2 separate regions of the Mus musculus genome follow, and region 1 is linked to region 2. The links are chromatin contacts, called in public Hi-C maps. All regions are on one chromosome and are shown on one strand. Each heading gives the region's core, a stretch centred on a gene start, on an enhancer-like site or on the middle of the called end of the contact. The rest is flanking DNA. Distances are from core to core; before and after follow the strand shown.

Region 1 (5,694 bases), core at 3,103-5,602, 260 kb before region 2:
TGATGTTCCTTCTGGCATAGCTATTTAGGAGCACTACAGTGAGTGACACACAAGCCATCATCGTAACTGCTATCAAAGAAGGCGGAGTGCACAAAGCTGTCAATCAACCAGGGTATATATCCAGAAACCTTAAGAAACTTAAAAAAAATCCATTGGATTTAGTAGAACACATGGTATTCAGTGAAAGAGGCAAACGGAAGAGAAGTGTAAGTGGGACGGTTCGTCCTCACTGCAGCTTGCCTTCGTTTGGAATCACTTAGGGTCTGATCACGTGATGTGACTGAGGAGGTTTGACCCTGAAGGAGGGTGGCATCATTGCACAAAGGCTGAAGTCCTAGACTGAGTGAACAGAAGAAACGAGCTAAGAGAGAGCGTTCACCTCTCTCTGCTTTCTGATTGCAGAGGCAATGTGATCGGCGGTCTCACACTCCTGCCGTGCCTTCCCCACCATGATGGACTGTACCCTTAACTGTGAGCCAATAAACCCTTCTTCTTTTAAGTTAGTCTTAAGATATCTCCATAGACTAACATAGTATTTCATCTCACTAATGCAAAAAGTCCCTAATAAACATATGTTTAATCAAAATATATGTTCAAAAGAATCCTAGTCATAGGTTTCAAATAAATCCTAGCTTCCAAATAAATAAAGTACCCACGAGTGACACAGAAATCCACACAGAGTGTTACAAAATATCTGAGCGTCCACTAACACTTGGGTGTAAGGCTCTTTGCTCTGATGATCATCTGCCCCTGTGGCACCCTTAGCTTCCTGTTCTGCTCTGTGCTGTCTGGTTCAGTGACCTGGGTTCTGGTTCATAAGAATTTTTGTGGGTTCTCCTAAAGTATTCCCAAGGTGAGAATGGGCCTGGCACAGAGGGATACCACTGCCTACAACCTACAACCTACAGCCCACTGCCCACTGCCCACTGCCCACTACCTACTACCTACAACCTACAACCTATTACCTACAGGTGCCTACAGTCCTAACTGGAGAGCAGCTCTGTCCATTTCACTAAGTCCAGGATCTAGGAGGTCAACATCCTCAAGCTATAGGAAAAGAGGTGATGCTGCAGACGAACCTCAGTCGGGTCCTCGATCTGCAGGAAAACTCAGGGTTCTGGTTACAGGCAAGCAAGGAGTTGGTGCTGATGACAAACAGACACAGACACAGAGAGAGTGCATATCTGAATGTAATTTTTCTAAGCAAGCAAAGTGTGTATGGGAGTAACTTGGCTATTGTCCTAAGTAATTACTATGTAGACTAGCCCTGAGATTTCTAGCTCTATTCAAGTAAATTGTGATGCCTGATTACTTTCACTGTCTCTACTAGAGGTAAATTTGAATGTTACTGAATAGGTAACCTTCTTACTGAATTCCAAGCTCAAGGTCAGCTCAAGGACTTCCTAGGACATTGGAACACTGGCGAAGGCTTAGCTGTATGTCAAAATCAATCCTTAAAGGCACTTATAATAAAACAATACTGAAAGAGAGCAGACAGATCCATACACCAAACTAACTCCAGGATAGGTTTGGAGCATATGTGCTATGGGAATGCCAAGGTTCCAGGAAGCTAAGTTTCCATGAAACTCTTTGCCTTGGGACTGCTTCCAGGCTTCTAGGCCTGTCACGCGAGTCACTACATGAGTGGATGTAGCAAGGTGAGGTTCTGCACAAGGTTTCATGGCCACAGACATGAGGCTGGAACAGGCATGCCTTAACTTGCTTTCTGCCTTGTGAGAGTTGTTTTGTCCAGACTGTAGGCCCATACGTAGTATATATAGGAGTACCAGCATGGGGCTGAGTTGTTCATCTGAGCTGTACACTGACTCTTGCTCCCTGTGTTTTACTCTAGGATTTTAGATGGTATCCTAGGTCATACTATGGGGTCCCCTGCCTAGCCTAGGTTTCCTGGTGCTGTTTTGAAATTAAATATTCTTTCAAAGAGAACTTGAAATCTTGTCTTTCTGTAGCAACACTTTGTGTTCCCTTCCTAAGGGGCAACCTGGGTTACAGGAAGACAGTGGAAAGTCCTAGAGGCTTCTGGAATATTCTGGAATACATCAAAAAATCTAGAGGGAGAAATGCCGTGAGCTGCTGGGGAAAAGGGTTCTTCCGAAACACTTCCTCCCACTGTATGATGGACATTCTTCATTGTCAGTTTGACTACATCTTCCTCCCACTGTATGATGGACATTCTTCATTGTCAGTTTGACTACATCTGGAAAAAACTACAATCCAGAAATGAAGGGAACACCTGGGAGGTGAATCTATATCTAGTCTAGACCTTTGAAGTAGAGAGATACTCACCTTTGATCTGGACCTTGAGGCAGGAAGACACACCTATAATCCATGCCACACCTGCTGGAAGCCTATATAAATTCATGGAAGAAGAAAGCTTTTGCTCTTTGCCTGCTTGCTCTTGTCTTGGTAGCAAGTCCATTCCTTCATTGGCATTAGAGCCTATTTCTCTGGAACTCTAGCATCTACTGAAGACCAACTGAGACATCCAGCCTTGGGAACGGATTAACTATTGGATTCTTGGGGTTCCCATTCATAGTCTGACATTGTTGGATTAGTTGGATCATAGTCTGTAAGTGATTCCAATAAATCACACACACACACACACACACACACACACACACACACACACACATACACATGTATACACATACATACACATGTGTGCATATGTGTGTCCCATATATAAATTCTGCTATTCTGGAAAACCCTAACTAATACATATAGTGGGTGGTACATGCTTTTAATCCAAGCACTCAGGAGGCAGAGGCAGATTGAGCTCTATAAGTTTGTGGCCCATCTGGTCCACAGTGAGTTCTAAATCATCTAAGGCTACATAGCAAGACTTTAAATAAATAAAAAAGATGAACAAACAGAACAACAATAAAATAAATCCTTCCAAGAACACAAGTCCTGTCTATATTTATTCAGTGCTGTATCTCCCATGCCTGGAGGAAAGAGCCCGGACCCCAAATTCCATCCAGGCGTCTTTCCCGAGACCAAATACTACCTTTGCTTTAGGGGTTGAAGCTTCCCGCAAAGATAGAGTCCAGGCTTCTCAGGATCCCCACTGTGGACCCATAACTAGTGCCCCAGAGGCTGCGCCCCAACCCCACCCTAGCAGACATGTGCAGAGATGGACACTCCTATTCATCTGAGGCTTAGTCTAGATCTGTAATTTCAATTTCCTAAAGAAGGAAAGAGGCCACGAGACCCTTAGCCTATCCTCTTGTGATAGCTAAGGTCTACACCCATCCAATTAGCAGCCCAGGCGTGAACTCTTCTGTGTGAGAGAGCCCTGTCAGCCAAGGGAGCTGGAGCCCAAGAGGCTCTTTCTCCCTACCTGTTGAACTCTGAGACCCCTGCAGCTGCAGGTTCTGAGACATAAGACTCTCTAGCTCCACACCACAAACCTAGGGATTGGGGCTCCCCACTGGATGGAGACCCATCTCCCAAGCCCCCTGCATTCTTGTATACATCTCTGCAAGTGTGTGCCTGACACTGAAGGAGGCTGAGTAGTTCTGGCTGGACCTTGTAAGTTGTTTTACTTCCAGTGCCGGGGATTGAACTCAGGACCTCACGCATGCTAGGCAGGTTCTCTAAGGTCATCCTCAGCCCCCAAGAGCCACCGATGTAAAGGACAGAGGGATCCTAGGTAGAGCACACCTTCCCAGGTCGTCACTTCCCTCTGGCCTCTCCAGGCTTCTTAGAGAAAGACAATATAGCTGGATGTTACCTAACCCTAATTCTGTTGCTATGACATCTGGACTTCCAGACCTGACTCTAATCCTCATTAATTGGATCCCCAGCTTCCAAATGTTTCCTCTTGTTTCTCTAAGTCTCTCTGCAAGAGGAACGAACACCGCAAGTCAGTAGGCCTTCAGTTATATATAGGTCAGGAGGTTGTGGGTCAGTTCTGCAAACCGTTTATTGATTTACATTCTTACGTCTTCCTGGTCTCCTCTGAACACGTGTCACTTTCACTTTGAGAAAGAAAACTGTACATGCCTGCGCCACTCAAGTTAAACTTTGTCAGGAAGCTCCAAGAGCACTCTGTGAGTGTGGGTCTCAAAGTACCCAAGCTGGTAGAAGAACTCGGGCTTTGAGCCAACCAAAATCGTCCACTTGGCTATTTCAAGTCTTTTCCCCTTCTTCAGTACAGTGATGAGTGGCACCCGGATAAAGTTTTTGTTTACCAAAAGTTCCTCCCAGAATAGAAACTGCCCACAATATTTTTCTTGTGGAGGACATTTAGCGGGCCATGGTGTTCAGAGCTGATGCTTTCTGCTGTACAAAGCAGAGCTGGGTGTCACCTCTGGACTCTGCCAGAGGAGGCAAGGACCTTGTTCCTAACCAACCTTGGGACTCTCAGATCTCTGGAATGTTTCAGTACTGCCTGGTCTAAGTGAGTGTTTTGTTTGGTTGATTTTGTAACTTAAAGCTTGGGCAAGCTGTTCAGCTTCTTTTCTCCCTGCTAGCAGAAGCCAGCAAAAAGAAAATTATGACAGGGTCCCATGGGTGAGGATAGAATTTCCAACAAGCTAGTCTTTTAGGAGGGTGACCCATCTAGAGATGACAAATGGTCAGTCCCAAAGGCAGCAGCTGGCCTCACTGTAAATCCAGGTTCAGGGTCCTTTAAAGCATACACCTGTTGCAAGGGAGTCCCTGTCACAAGCCTGCAGCTGTGGGTGCCGTTTGCAGCCCGCTTATGTCAACACGCACCATGGGGCTGGTCAACGGGTGGCGTGAGGATCTGATGATGGATGCATTTTATGACAGCGCCTGTTGCCCGGCAGAAAAACACCCCGTATGATTTAATAGGACCACAGCAAATCCTAACAGCAAAACATTCATCTGGCGAAGGCTGCAGACTCTTACACAGCTCTTGCCAGGTTTCTATGGTGATGATGTTCATTGTAAGCACAGAACAAGCACCGATTCACAGTGTCCAGCAGAGGCTACAGTCTCCTCCACCCTCCTGCTTGCTTGCTGCAGGCAGCCGTGGCTTCCATGCTAAACGTGCACCCTGGAGTAAAATCAAGTCCCCTTGCACTCTCCGTCCCCCCAGAGAGGAGTGGAGCGTGCAGACACAAAGCAAACAGAGATGCTAGCAGGGTGTTGGGATGCACCAAATAAATGGTAACACCAATCTGTTCAGCTGATCACTGTTTTTATTCTTGCCCTCTTTATTAACATGGCTGAGGAAGCATACCACAGCTCATGGGTGGAGATCACAGGACAACCTCTGCTGGTCCTATTAAACCATACAGGGACTTTTTGCCTGAGACACTCTTACTGTCCCCTACTGCACACTCCAAGGCTAGCTGACCCTCACGCTTCTGTGGCTCCTTGTCTTAGCCTCCCATCTCACTGTAAGAATGCTGGGCTTACAGATGTGTCTGCTACTGCATCTGGCCCCTCTGATGCACCTTCAAGTTTAAAAACGTTAGCATTTTTGTGGACGGGGGTGGGGGTGGCTAGGTAAATTTCCAGATGAAGAGTTGTATTGAGGAATTTGTTCTCTGAGGGAATTTCAGAGCCATCTCTATGTACATTGTGATCCAATCTGGGACAATCTTGCAAACAGGGACAGCAAATCCCTGCCAAGATCTGGTGTGTGATCATTCAGGTCTCATCTGCTGCTTGCAAAATCCTGGGAAACTGGCCTGTTTGTCT
Region 2 (5,887 bases), core at 2,821-5,320:
TTATCATGGAGTTCACCAAATAGGCCAAACCTGCTGGCCACCAAGCCCCAGCAACCAGCCTGTGTCGGCCTCCCCAGCTCCAGGACTACAAGCATGTACCACCATGCCCAGTGTTCTATGTAGATGATGAGTATTGAACTCGGGTCCCCATGCTTCTGGACAAGCACTGCACTGGCTGTGACATCTCCCCAGCCTCCTTCCATGATCGAAATGATGTCCAGGGAAGAAAAACAAACAGGAGTACAATCCAATAATTTTTTTTAAAGTTTTTTGAGGGCTGGAGAGATGGCTCAGTGGTTAAGAAAGAGCACTGACTGCTCTTCCAGAGGTCATGAGTTCAAATCCCAGCAACCACATGGTGGCTCACAGACACCTATAATGAGAAAATAATAATAATAATAATAATAATAATAATAATAATAAAGTTTTTTGAGACAGGGTTGTTTTTGTATAATTCTGGCTGACCTGGAACTTGTTTTGTAGACCAGGCTGGCCTGAACTCAGAGATCCACCTGTCTCTGCCTCCTGAATGTTAGAATTAAAGGCATGTGCCACCACCACCCAGCTCTAACAAAATATTTTTTGAAAGAGCACATTCATATACATGTTATTACAGCATATTATTACAACATTCTGATCTGTGTTGTTATTACTAATTGCTCACCACGTGTGCCTAATGTATTAAACTGTACCATGGGTCTGTATTGTCTATAGTTTTGAGCTTTCAGGAGGGTCTTGGAACACATCTGAATAGACAAAGGGTGGTAACAGTAATACACAGTTTTTTCCCGCAATGGTAACCTGTAACTCTCAACCTTGAGATGTCTCACCTCCACCTGGAGGCTTTCCTTGCCTCCACCTGGAGGACAGCTTTTACTTCTCTCCGCCTGGCTGAAGAGAGTGTGAAGGATCTGGGCAGGGGTGGAGAAAAGAGAGGGGCTGCAGCCTTATGTGCCTGCTCACCATGCTCAAGGTCCAGAGGGCTTGACAGAGGGGCAGAGGATCACAAAGATGATTTGGGCAGCGAAGCACCTGCCATGCAAGCATGGGGACCTAAGATCAGATCACTAGAATCCTCTAGTAAAAAGCTGGCTGTGGTGGTGGATGCCTGTGACCTCGGGGCTCGAGAGGAGGTAGACACAGGTGGATCTCTGGGGCTCACAGGCCAGAAAGCCTAGCCTACATGATGAGCTTCAGGTGCAGAGAGAGAGAGAGAGAGAGAGAGAGAGAGAGAGAGAGAGAGAGCACAAAAAAGATACCCAGCATTGATCTGTCCCCTATATACAAGCATGTGTTCACACACCCAAGCTAAGACTATTACCACACACACACATATATACATGGACACGATATGCACTCTCCTCAAATAGAGAGAAGGAAAGGGGAAGATGGTAGAGATAAGGGCTTTATACCAAAAGGAACTAGTACTCAGTCAAGGAACCTGCAGGAACTTCCTGGGGACCCCACCCATCATTAGGAAGACAGATTGAGCCGGGCCATGCAGAGGTTCCTGTCCACAGAAAGTGACTACACTTATCTGGTGAGTCTGTGGAAAGCCTTGGCAAGCATCTCAGCTGAACCTCCCAAGACCTTGAGTGGCCTCATATGGCTCTGACGTCTTCATGAGCAAGAGGGGAGCAATACAAACAAAAACAAAAATAAAACAAAACAAACAAAAACAGCCCCTTCTGTACTCTATGTGCTGTGCAGAGCCGCTTGGGACAATCACAGCAGAGGGAGAGGAAGGGGAAGCACCAGACAGGTGGTGTGGCCTCGATTGCTAGGCATCTGGACTGGTGAGATCTGAACCCCTGATTGCACCAGGAAAGGGACAGCTTTCTCTTGGACCATCTGGGAAAGGACAAAGGGCCAGGGTGACCCTGCTTGCAGCCAACACTGAGCCTAATCAGGACAGTGTGCTGTTCTTGGAGCTGCCAGCCCTGGGTGAGGCTACACATTCAGGGCAAAAAATTCGGAGCATCCTTCTGCAGGAGACAGAGAAGCTGCTCTGATCTCAGGCCAGGAGCCTCGGGGATCCACTGTGTGTGTGTGTGTGTGTGTGTGTGTGTGTGTGTGTGTGTGTGCCCATGTTAGAGCTCCAGGCCAGACCTTTCAAGAGACTCTGTCCTGAGTCACCCTCAACACTTGTCCCACCCTCTAAGTGATGGCTGAAGTCAGATTTTTTTTTCCCCAGAATCCAATGAGGCTCTGGAATTTGAAGAATAAAATGTGTTCTTTATCGAGGCAGCTGTGAAGGGAGCAGGCAGAGCTTCCAGCGTGGAGCTCAGTAAATGTAGCCCTTTAACTGCCTGAGACGGGCCATGGGCAGCTTGACCTCTCCTTTCAGCCAGGCCTGAGGCCACTGGCTGGCTACTCATCCTTTCAAGTCCCCACCTGGCCTGGATCTGGGCTTCTGCCTTCCTGAAATTACTTCACGACTGGAGTCTCATTGAGGCCTCGCTACAAGTCGGGCTTCAGGGTAACAGAAGACTCCTTGGGGCCCAGCTCCTCCAGTAGCTCAAGGTCTCCTACACCAACCTGCAGGGGCATATTAAGATACAGCCTCCTGGGCAGGTCTGTGCAGTGGGGCTATAGAGAGACATAAGTCAAGTTGGCTGCTAAGGAAATTGGGGGACGTTATCCAGACAATGAAATTTGCAAACAGTATGCGGTAATGAGGAATTGGAAAGGGAAACATTGTGAGCGCCCGACTCGCCAGCAAGAACGACGCCACAATAGGATCCTTCTGCACACGTTTATTGGGAGAGCATTGACTGCATAGGCGAAAGACCCTGAGCCCAGAAATAGTGCTGCTTATATAGGCCTAGGAGTGACGTGTCCATACCTGATTGGTTATGCTACCAGTACCTCATTAATATGCGTCGGGCCAGGCAGTGACTTGGCAAAAAAACTCTTATGCACATGTGCACATTGGTTGTTTACCCATAATCATGGGCGGTGGCCAGTGGTAGCCAGCCCCATCTTGTAATGGCGTTTGCGGCTTCCCACAAAACATGGCTGCTCTGGAGCAAGGGTCCCTTTGGGATGTGGTGGAAAGTTAGTTTGTCACTCCTCAGCAAGAACTGTGCTTCAGATGGTAGAGACAGGGTGTGTCCCAAGGTAGAGATCAGGGTGTGTCCCAAGGTGGAGGTTGTGGCAAGGGCTCAGAGCATGTAGATCAGGAAGGGGGAAAGTATGTGGGTAAATGCAAAGGAGTCAGGCAGTAGATGAGCAATCAGAAGAGCAGGCTGGAGCCAGGAATACCAAGGGAGCTGTGGGCATCTGGAGAGGAATCCTACAGCCAGGTGGGAGAGAAGGGAATTAGGAACAAGGAGGTGAGCTGTCTACCAGAGCTGGAGGTGAAAAGGAGCCAGGCAAGAATCAGGCCTGGGAGGGTACTTGACAGTCAGAGTCAGCCCCAGGAAGGAGCTGGAGAATGGGTAGCCAGAGAGAGCAACCAAAGGTGCATACAAATGCATCCCCAGCATCTGGTCACCTGGACGTCAGCAGCAAGTTTAGCAGAAAGGTAAAAGCCATTACAGAAATCCCCAAGGACATACATAAAAACAAACACTAGAATTCAATCTCTAAAAGTGCATTCGAAGCCACAGGAAGGTGTGGGTGAGGTGTTCATGACCCTGGTAGATGTAACCTTGTTAGGCAGAGCTCAGAATGTGGACGGCGTCAGGAGAAGATGGGGACCCAGAAGCCAGTCACGCAGAAAGCATGTGTAGGCCGGGACAAGCAAGAGCTATAAAACAGAGCAGAAAAGCACGGGGAAACCTTCCACAAGACTAAGGGCTAACGACCAGGCTATATCAAAAGTCTTGTGCAATTAATAACAAAAGACAGCTCTGCTAAACTATAGGCAAAGCAAGACCTTGCCAGACATTACCTAACTTGGCAGCTACGGGGAAGCCAAGGCTTTACCCACAAAGACAAACTCCAGCAGTAGGGAGAGTGTCCTGCCTCCCTGGCAGGTGACACAGAGATCCACCAGTTCTTGGTCACCAGACAGCTCATCAGCTGACATAACTCACAGATCTGGGTCAGCCCATACCATGTGTCCCCAGACTCCTCCCTTCTCCACTACTGCCACCCCAAAGGCCACGGGGTCCACAGTGCAGCTGCAGGCTGGAGACTCAGAGTAAACAAGAAATGGACCTTGATTTTGTTTGGTTCTTTGATTTTTGAGTCTGTTTATTGAAGCTATTAACGTTAATGCAAGTTATTAAATAATACATGCAAAGGAAGAGCCGGAGATGTAGCTCAGTTGACCAAGCGGTATCTACCACCCACAATGCCCTAGATTTGATCCACTGTATCAAATAATCAGAATGTGATAGGATAACATTTACCTATCATCACAGCACAGGCAGTGGAAGCTGGACAGTGTTGGCCACAGAGTGAGTTTAAAGCAACGTAAGAGTTTTTGTGCCTCACAGTACAATAGTTTCTTCTGCTTTACTGAGTCAAAGGATAGAGTTTACTTTAATGTGTCATAGATTTTCCTAAGAAGTGAATTTGAATGCACTGGGTAGGCAAAATGCTTTAACTATGTAAGACCCTGTCCAAAATACACACACACACATGCCTACAAGGAAACAGAAACTTTCAACAACAACAAAAATAAGTTGGTCAAAAAGACACAAGTTCACCCTACTTATATGAAGATTAAAGTAAACTTGGAGTACTATTTCTGTTCTATCTTTATTATTTAAATATCATAAGCACATTATAAACACATGGGGAAACTGGCATCTCCTTGTTCTGTGGGTGGAAGCATCAGTTAGTAAACAATATTAGAGAATAACGTCACAATAACTTCTTAAAAATGAAAATATATGCACACCTTTGAATTAAGAGTTCTGCTTCTAAGAATCTACTCTAAGGGCTGGAGAGATGGATCGGTGGTTGAAGTGCTTGCTCACAAGGCTAAGGAACATGGTTCAAATATCCAGAAGCCATGTGAAAGGAAAAATATTGGATTAGGATCCCTAAGATCATGTTCTCAGCAAAAAGGAAATTTACTTGTCCCAGAGGGACAGAGGGCAAGAATAAGGGACAACCACAGGACATAGAGGATGAGAGACAGGGGGAAGGAAACAAGGAAGAAAGAGTATTTGTCTCAGAAAAGGACAAAGGACTGCCTCTGGATAGAGAGGAAACACGCATGGCCCATAGGCAAATGTCGGTTTATAAAGGTAAAAGGGGAGACCTCATGTAAGGGTGAGGTGTTTAATTGTAATTGAGCATGTTAATTAGATGATCCAAAGGGGGCTTTTGATGGTTTGACTTCAATACTTTGATAGCTGGACCTTGGTATTCAGTCTCAGGAGGAGGAAGTGGCTATATAAGGGAGTAGACCTTGGGGGCTAGCTTTAGGAATGTAATCTAACGGGTTTTATCAAGGCAGAGGTAATCAGGGAGAAGAATAAGGCCTGCCAGAGCCTTCCCTGCCATGCTCAAGCTGGCCAGAGTACCTTCACCATGTAAATCCCAGGTGGGTCTGGATGCCTGACTATAATTCAAGCCCCCAAAGAGAGAGAGATGGGATCCTAATGAAGTTGGCTAATGAGAGTAGGTGTATCTGTGAGCTCTGGATTTGATTGAGAAAACTTGCCTCAATAAGTTGGAAGATTGATTGAGGATTTGTGGCATCGACCCATGGCTTCCGCATGCACCTGCACATATGCATAAGCATGCACACACACAAAAAGAAAAATCTATTCTATAGACATATTCCTAGTGGTTATACATTGTACACATATGTACACACATATATACATTCCTCCAGGTATAGTGTGTGTGTGTGTGTGTATGTGTGTGTGTGTGTGTGTGTGTGTGTGTGTGTGTGTGTGTGTGTGTGTGTGTGTGTACAAAAGTT

What was found. Hi-C and Micro-C count contacts between places; a contact is called where the count stands out from the background.
Region 1: a contact with region 2 is called in a Hi-C map of liver, with 5 times the contacts expected there. The contact joins two enhancer-like sites. A contact is called at or near these places in 3 of 484 Hi-C or Micro-C datasets (bone marrow-derived macrophages, liver and uterus), 3 of 115 datasets of contacts at active chromatin or transcription factors (effector CD8 T cells, large pre-B cells and memory CD8 T cells) and 1 of 9 other capture datasets (embryonic stem cells).

The regions. Positions count from the first base shown.
Region 1 is chr13:52,154,284-52,159,977 of GRCm38.p6, reverse strand. No RefSeq gene overlaps it. Among named protein-coding and RNA genes, the nearest start is that of 4921525O09Rik, 60 kb to the right of the region's middle. Within about 2 kb of position 4,352, at least 116 of the 459 cell types and tissues checked have an H3K27ac peak or open chromatin away from gene starts, as enhancers often do. A contact at or near this core is called in liver, where this site is marked.
Region 2 is chr13:51,895,919-51,901,805 of GRCm38.p6, reverse strand. No RefSeq gene overlaps it. Among named protein-coding and RNA genes, the nearest start is that of Gadd45g, 52 kb to the right of the region's middle. Within about 2 kb of position 4,070, at least 7 of the 459 cell types and tissues checked have an H3K27ac peak or open chromatin away from gene starts, as enhancers often do. A contact at or near this core is called in liver, where this site is marked.